Linked DNA regions of Macaca mulatta: region 1 is linked to region 2. The links are chromatin contacts, called in public Hi-C maps. All regions are on one chromosome and are shown on one strand. The core of a region is the stretch at or near the end of the contact, and the rest is flanking DNA. Distances in the headings are between cores, read along the strand shown.

Region 1 (4,121 bases), core at 20-2,519, 190 kb after region 2:
CAGACATTCCAAATGGGGCCTTTCAAAACTCTGCCCTCAAATGAAGGTGGTTCAGAGCAACACTTAAGATGATATCACAAGACTCCCAGGGCGACGCTTCACTGCTTCCTCAGCATATGCCAGTGCCCGTTTTACAGGGGGGATTTATGATCCTTCTCTCAGTAGAGCGAGCCAAAGTTTTATAATATTCATTAAAAATCAGCACCACATGTAATAATATGGAATACTGCCTGTACACAAGAGGGCCAAGTTATAGGTGTTTAGGGAAACGTCGCAGAATTTTCTGGCCTTGGCAAGAGGTAAAGTTGCAGGCACCAGCACAACACTAACACAACCTTACTTTATTGCAAATGTACATTCAGCCTAAATCCTAATTACCTTCTGTAAAATCCTAGCCACCACCAAGCTTTCTTCTGACAGGGCACTCACACGATGGCCTTTAAGGGCAGTAACAACACCCTAAGAGCCGCAGAAAGGAAAGGCAGGGGAGAGTGGCTGGAAGGCAGTAGCAGCTGGGGCTGAAGCCGGGGAGGTTGGCTTTTAATGTCCTGAAATTGACCGCTCTTTTTCCAAAAACACTGGCTTGAGGGCTTAAGGTTCGCTCAGTGGGGCAGGCGGAGGGCCTCCTGAAAAGCATTCAGAAGTCAACATTCAAAAGGCTGCTTTTACTCGCCCGGTCCCCACCCAAAAGTGAGTCCGGTCAGCTTTGTGGTGGCCAGTGGAGCATCTTTTCTTGCCCCTCGGGGAAAACGCTAGCTAACCCTGGGATCCCAGGTCTCGATGTCTGCTCTCCTTCCCCAGGTGCAGCACCTAGGGCTCTGGACCCTACCCACGTGCCACACCAGCACTCACCACCACTCTCACTCTGCTATGGCCCCAACCCTCGTCTTTCGCGGCCAGGAAGGCCAGGCAGACCGGGGCGGTCAGCCGGGCCGGGAGGAGGGGGCTCTCCGGGCCGCGCGGCCGCACAAAGCGGGGAGATCGGCGGCGGCGGCGTGAGGCGCGCCCCCTCCCGCGAGCCGGCGGAGCGCGCGCGCCCGCCCCCGCCCCCGCCCCCCGCCCCCCGCCCCAGCCCCCGGAGCGCCATTCGCGGAGCGGCTTACGCTAGTCGCCGGGCGTACCGCGCCCCAGCGGCCGGGGAGGTGCGCTGCCCGGCTCCCGTAAAGTTATTGTGAATGGGGAGCGGGTGACGTCAGCGCCGAATGTCAACAATGTAGCGATTGAGAGTGTGGGCGTTCCGGGGAGAGCGCGAGCCGCGCCGCGCGGAGCAAACAGCGCCGAGCCGCCGCCGCCTCAGCAGCAGCAGCAGCAGCGGCAGCAGCAGCGGCCGTGCACGCCTGGGCTGCGGTCGCACAGCGCTAACGTGAGCGGCCGCCGCCCTCGCCACCCCGCCTGCCCACTCCAGCCGCCGCCCCGCTCTCGCTTTCTCCCCGGCCTCCCCTCGCCCCTTCCCCTCCCCCTTCCCGGCGCACTCGGGGGGCTGGGAACGAGCTGCCATGTGATGCGCGTCCTCTCCGCGAGCTTTCGGTGACCCCCGAACCGCCCACCTCGCCGGCTGCCGGGAGGGGGCTGCGAGCCGGGAAGACGCGGAGCGGAGGAGGCGGAAAAGGACGCAAAGTTCTCCGGCGAGGTGAGTCCCGGGCCCCGGACCCCGGGCCCCGGCGCCGGGCGGGGTGGCGGGGCAAGTTTGCGGGGGGAGCGAGCGGGCGGGGAGGCGTGGGGAAGCGGCGCGGGAAGGGAGACCCTGCCGCCGGGCGCGCAGCCGCCCTCCCCGCGCCCTGCCCGCTTTTATGGCATTTTCTAGGAACGCTAAGGGGGTGGGAGCCGAGCCGGCGGCCGCGCCGCGCTGAATATGCGCTCTCCCGCCCGGCTGTTTACGGCGGCTGAGGCGGCATTGTATTTTGTTGGCGTCGAAGGGTGTTTTGGAACAGCAGGGGGAGGAGGAGCAGAGGGTAATAAGTCAGGCGTGGGGAGGGCGGGCTGCAGGGAGGCGCGCGTCTGCGCGAGCCGCAGCAGCTGTCAGACCCGCGGCCCTGCCTCCGACCCAGGGAGGCCCGGGTGCCCCGACCCCCAGCCCGCGATCCCCGCGCAAGGTCGGGCGGCCTCCTCCTTAACCCCCGGCGTGCGCGCCCCGGGCTGCTCCGCTAGGACCTTGGCCGCGGCGCCTTTGCGCTCAGCTGTCAGCCGCCGCCGGGTGGCCCGGACCACCGCGACCGGCGGGGAATCAAAGCCCAAGTTTAGGGTCGCAGGAGGAGGCGAGCTGGGGGCCTCGCGGCGCAGACCTGGGTCGAATCTCTCCTAGCGAAAGATCGGGTTGTCGGAAAGCGTCCCGAGTAGCTAAGACCTAAGGGCTCCAGGCTTCTGAGAGGGAAACCTTGCACCCCCTCTCCCACAGATCCTGCATAAAGTCAAAGTGCAACACACACCCTACACTCCAGTCTCCAAGCCCCAGAAGCTTCACACAGGAGACTGGTTTATGAAGGGGACACTGCCCTCCCCGTCCCCGCGCCGAGGCGCTCCGTGGCCCCGCTGTGCTTCCCTCACCCGGCGGGTGTTCGGGAGCCCGGCGCCGCTGGAGACGGCGGCGGGCGGCGCTCACGGGCTACCCCAGGTGCCCACGGGGGGAGAGACTGGAGCGAGCATCTCCGCGACCTCAGTCTGGCCGAGGATTTGCAGGAACTCGGACCGTGAGGGGAAGCGGGCAAGGCCGGGATTGAGTGTGAAGGGGCGGCACACTCCTGGCTTCCGGGGTCGCGGGCGCGCGGGGCATCCCCAGCACTCTCCCGCGCGTAGGCGAGTTTGGCAACTTGAGGGAAGTTCTGGCGCGGCCGCTGCCGGGGTGGTTTGTCTGTGGCCCAAGGAGGCGCGTCTCGCAGCCTGCCGCCAGGTCACCGCCGTCGCCGTGACCCGTAGCCGCTGGGAAAAGAGAGGGACCGGGGCGCCCCACCCGCGAACGCGAGATGGACCCGCACCCTCCCGGCGGGCCCGCGGACGGCGAGACGCGGCGTTCCTGGTTTCACCTTCGCTGTCTAGTGCTGCAGTCTCTCACTCTCTGTGTAAATTTCATCTGTTGAGTGTATTTAACTAAAAAGGGTAATTACTTTAGATAAAAATCCTTTCCTGCCTAGTGGGAACCTTGGCGGAGATGATGCCTAATGAGATATTTTGCTTTTGTCTGTTTAGAGTAAAATTAGAGATGTTAACGCTGATAACGGTTTTCTCAGATCATTAAAATGTAACATGTAGGAAAGGCATGTCGAGCTGCAAAGGCTCGGGCTGACATGAAAGAAGCTGAGCGTGAAAGACTGCCCCTCCTTTGGCGGAGAGGGCTATTTTGGTAAAGCAGCGGGCGTCTTGCTTAAAATGTGAGCTCGCCCCACCCTGGTTCTCTGGCTCCTCCCGAGTAAACGGCGTTTTTCATTCTTACAGGTAATAATAAACGTGAGTCAAAATGACATCTTGTTAGAATTAGTCTTCAGTCTGTAAGAGAGATTGCCAAATTACAGTGTTGCATTCAAACTGCTCCAGTGAAAGGTCTGTCAGCATTTCCATTGTAAATTCAGTTTTTCTGGAGTTTATAATTTCACCACAAAACTTTGAGTGGCTGAAATGTTTTCCCTTCTAGTGTTCTGGTTTTTAAAAGAAATGTATTGATTGACCATTTCCAGCGTCCTTTTAACTCCTGAAACCTGAATATCTTTCAAATAGGGGACGTCCCAGAAATGGAACACATAACCATGGAATAAAGTATTTTTGTTAGAACATAACTTTATCAGTGCAGAGCCGTATTTTCATTTTGGATGGCGGGAGGCTTCAGGTTTGCCATTTGGTAATCATGAATGTGTTGAGTAAATTCTTCTGCCGTCTGTCTATTCTGCAGGTGGACTGAAATGTCAGTTGGTGGTGTGTTTGCCAGGATTACATGGAGACACACACTCCTCAGTTAAGTGTGTGTCTGAACTCATAGCTAAATTATGAACACTCCTGTTAGTTACTTTTTTGGTTCTTTGTATGTTGCATGTCAAGATCTGCTATGAAGAAGAAGGGGTGAGGTGAAAGGGAGGGAGGGGATCAGGATTCACTTTCAGTATTACCAGTGCCTGGGAGAAAGCCATTTATTC
Region 2 (4,232 bases), core at 1,168-3,667:
AGGTGGTCAGTCACTGCTTATGCCTACTTGTCCCTCCTTACTGAGTTGTGATAGTTTAAAAATTGTTTTTCTAGATGGAGGGAGTCTCCCTGCCAAAAGAGTCTCCGCCTGGAGTTGAAAGACCCACACTGCTCCTCACTGATGTGCTCTCAGTCTCATCATCTGTAAAATGGGGACAATCAAATCACACCTGTGCTGCCCACCTCAGGATCACTGCTGTGAGGACCGAGCAACATGATACATGTGAAAGAGGGGCAAAATGGCCACGTCCTCCACAAGTAAAAGCCATGCTGACTTTGCAGACGTCTTGCCATTCTATTCTAATTTGGGCACTAACTCTTTATTAAAGCTTTATTTTTATACCTTCTGTGTTTCCTCTAAATGCCTCAGATTCTCTGGGGAACCAGCTGGCATTTACTTCCATGTATACCTCCATAAAAGTTTACATGGAACTTAAATGAAAACTTACATGCATATATCATTCATATGTAGATATATGTATGTATACACACGTAATTTTTATATATACATAAAATTTCTTCTCTGTACTACATTTAAAGGGCTTCTTGTTAAAGTGGATGAGATGTTTGCACAATCAGTTTAAAAGATTATTATTTAAAAACGGAAATTGCCCAAGGCAGACAACTGGAAATCATTCCTCACTGCAACTCAAAGGGAGGAAGTCGTCTAATTCTTGGGAATTTAGACACTCGTCTAGTAATGTAGCACAAAAATGGGCCTGGCTCAATCTGCTCTTCACATTTTGGTAATTTAAAAGGACATAACGGAATTTTATTTTAATGGTAATTGCAAACTCATGCAGAAAATGTAAATGCACATTTCATGATTAGCTTGCAGCATAAACTATGGCTTCTATTAATGTATTCCAATTTGTAATTCTTTTCACAGTATGAGATTTGAAAGCTGTGATTAAAATTAATTAGGTTAAGTAAAGTTTATCCCCCCTGAGCACTGCTATTGGGAACAAGCAAGAGGAAAATGCGAGCTACATCTGGCTCTGCAGGAAGCTGTGTCTTCACAAGAAGTCGGCTGACTTCTTTTCTCCCCACAGAGGTTGCATGCTGCTTATTTGGCATATCTCAACCACCATGTATCTCCTCAAGGAGCTAATTGAACCATTAAACTATTCTTTGCTGGCTCACAAAACCACATAGGCTGTGACTACATCATCTTCAAATAATGATAGTAGGTGGATCCATCAATTGTTTAAATACAGTAAATCTTGCGGGGGGAAACGCATACACCTGGTAAACCTGAGGTAATGGTGGTTACCCCAAATCCAGTACCGTAATTGCTATAGAAGAGGTGCCAAATGAGGGAACAATCATAAAGACAGTAACTAACACCAGTATGGGCCTCTCTGTTTTACACATAACTGTCTCAAACATTACCTCACTGGATCGCCTTAACGATCCTGAGAAGTTCTTATTATATAGTCCCATTTTACAGATGAGGGTGCTGATGTTAAGTGAGGAGCCCAGAATCAAAGGGCACTGGAGAGTAGACCAAGGTCTTCAGAGTTCCCGTCCTATGCCCCTTTGCGCTCACACACCACACTAGAGAAGTTTAAAATTCTCTAACAGTAGGTTTACAGACTATTGACCCTTAGGATCTTGAACCTATCACTTCAACACAACACCCAAATTTTGTGTATCAAGAGCTTGGCACATTTGGGGGCAGAGCTGGTGTAACTGTTGCTATGTCAAGGAGAAAAGCACCCACAGAGAACGGGCCCATGTAAGCACTGTTTGATATTCCTGGAGCAGTTGATTCACGGGAACAAACCCACGTTCTGAAACCAAAGGGTCTCCAGAGACAGAGACTATTTCGCTCAAATTCAGAAATTAAAAAGAAATGCAAAGAACGTGTGCTTAGAAGCCAGAGAACATGGGGCCAGGGAAGCAGCATGCTAGAAAGAGGAGAACAAGTGTCTCCACATTTCAACCTCACAACCATTTACTGAGAGGTACACTTGGGGAATTAACTTCCATTTTTTTCCTAGAGAAAACAGAAGGTTTAAGCCACTTCCTCCAAGTTACACTGGGAGTTGTCACTCAAAGGAGACTTTGAACCCCTAGGCTGGTGCTCTTCACTCTGTTTTGACTCTCACAAACTTTTCAGTGCTTTGTTGGGGGAATGATGAAATTAAATTAGGAAATTAGCATGCCAAGTTTTCAATAACATATTCATCTTATTAAATTTTCATGAGGAAGATGCTGACTTAATGATTGACTGCATAGCTCGGACTATGGGATCCAGGACCCTTCCCAGAGCGGGCCTTACTTTTTTTAACCACTAGGTGGCAGTACAAGCACAGCCTTCCAAGGACCCCTTAACGTTGCCTGCTCTCAGCAGTGACGGGAGAGTTTTCTTACCCGGGCAGGGTGAGTCATCGCACAGCTCCAGTGTGTGGTGTCGCTGTCAGTGTATTTGGTAATCTGGAGTTTTCTCTGTGCTCTCCAGCCTCACGAGAGGCTGTGTAGTTTTGCTGGGGAGATACCTACTCTGGGATCTTGAATATAGTGAATGAGAGAAGAGCTTAACTGGACTCCCCACCGTTTAAATACCAAGTCATTTCCATCCTTATGAATAAGCAGGGCCTCTCGGATCCAGAAGGCGACACTTCAGATCTCCTCTACAGAAGCAACTCCTCAGGCTGCAAACACTCCAGTTCCTTCCACGTTGTGACCAGCCGTAGAGTACGCGCTGTTAAAAGGAAATCAGAGACTCAGAGGTAGGGATTTACTAGCAGCAAATTTCTTCCAAAACATGATGTTCAGCACACATCTCAAAGCATCTTTTAGGATGATCCAGCCTGCTTGCCTCTAGAAAGGAGCACCCTGCACCAATGTTATTAATATTAGTTAATGCACATTGGACACACAGTAAGTGCTACATTATATACTTTATGTAGATTATCTGGTTTAATCTCACAATGGCTTTAAGAGGTAGGTGTTCAAATGGCCTGATTTTCAAACAAGAAGGCTGAATATTAGAAAGGTGAAGTGACTTGCCCAAACCCCAGAATTTGAAATCAGGGCTCTCTAATTGAAGGTTAGAATTTGACTCACGATATTAGTGTTTAGCACATCGTTTAACAGGGCATAGCATCTCACTTCACCCATCTCTGCCACAGAAGGTTGCACACCCGTGTTCTGGTTCAGAATTCTTTGGTGAGGTCAAGCAAGATGGCAGGAGGGAGAGCGTGAGCTGACCCTCCCCACCAGCCTGGAACCTGAATGCAGTTCCGACAGGCCTGGTTCAGGAGAGGTTCAGCTCAACGACCCCATCCCTAGGGCCAAGGAGGCTTAGCAATCATCAGTTTTGATCCTGACAAACAGAAGGCTGAGGTGGCGCAGATGAAGAGGGAGGTGGCTCAGCAACACACCCAGTACATATGCAGTGATTCCTGTGTGCTCGCCTCATCTTAGTGAGTGTCCTAGTCCATTTCCGCTGCTATAACAAAATACCTGAGACTGGGTAATTTATAAAGAAAAGGAATTTATTTCTCCCAGTTCTGGAGGTTGGGAAGTCCAAGATCAAGGTGCTGGTAGGTTCAGTGTCTGATGAAGGCTCATTCCTTCCTCATAGATGAGGCCATCTAGGTGTTGTCACGTGGTGGAAGAGCAACAGAGGAGTCTAAGCTGGCTCCTTCCAACCCTTTTATAAGGCACTAAACTCTTCATGAGGGTGGAGCCCTCACAACTTAACCACTTCCCAAAGGCCCCACCTCTTAAGACAATGCAGTAGAGATTAAGTTTCAACACACGAATCTGGGGAACATTCAGACCACAGCAGTTAGTTTTATCAAATGGCAATCCCTGTTTCTTCTTTGTGCCTCTGGACTGAAACTTTACTTAGCTCTTAGATTCATTTTGAAAATAACATACCGCAAGATCAATTATCTTAATTTCACTCATGGAAACACAACCTGGAATTATAAATCTTCCTCTAGGTTTATTTCCCAAATGCTTGTTCATGATGATTCTTTCACTGGTCTGCATCAAAATGGGCACAAAAGGACAGTGTGGTAAGTTTTTCATAAAGCTACATTTGGGGTTTACAAGATAATTGCTTGTTTTGAGATTCTGTCCTTTCTATTTCTTCATGACTAAAATGTTTCCCTTAGGGAGCAGTGGAAGTTGATTTATATCTTAATGATGTCCCCTGGCAAAATAAAAACTTGGCAAGTCAATGGCTCTCTCCTGTTT

The links. Hi-C and Micro-C count contacts between places; a contact is called where the count stands out from the background.
Region 1: a contact with region 2 is called in a Hi-C map of fetal cortical plate, with 3 times the contacts expected there. The contact joins the promoter of BACH2 here to the enhancer-like site in region 2. A contact is called at or near these places in 5 of 14 Hi-C or Micro-C datasets (CD4 T cells, blood, fetal cortex germinal zone and 2 more).

The regions. Positions count from the first base shown.
Region 1 is chr4:95,679,761-95,683,881 of T2T-MMU8v2.0, forward strand. It overlaps BACH2 (BTB domain and CNC homolog 2), which reads left to right and starts at 1,270. Exons shown (of 7, transcript XM_015136935.3): 1 at 1,270-1,630.
Region 2 is chr4:95,488,389-95,492,620 of T2T-MMU8v2.0, forward strand. No RefSeq gene overlaps it. Among named protein-coding and RNA genes, the nearest start is that of MAP3K7, 110 kb to the left of the region's middle. Within about 2 kb of position 2,418, at least 28 of the 40 cell types and tissues checked have an H3K27ac peak or open chromatin away from gene starts, as enhancers often do. A contact at or near this core is called in CD4 T cells, fetal cortex germinal zone and fetal cortical plate, where this site is marked.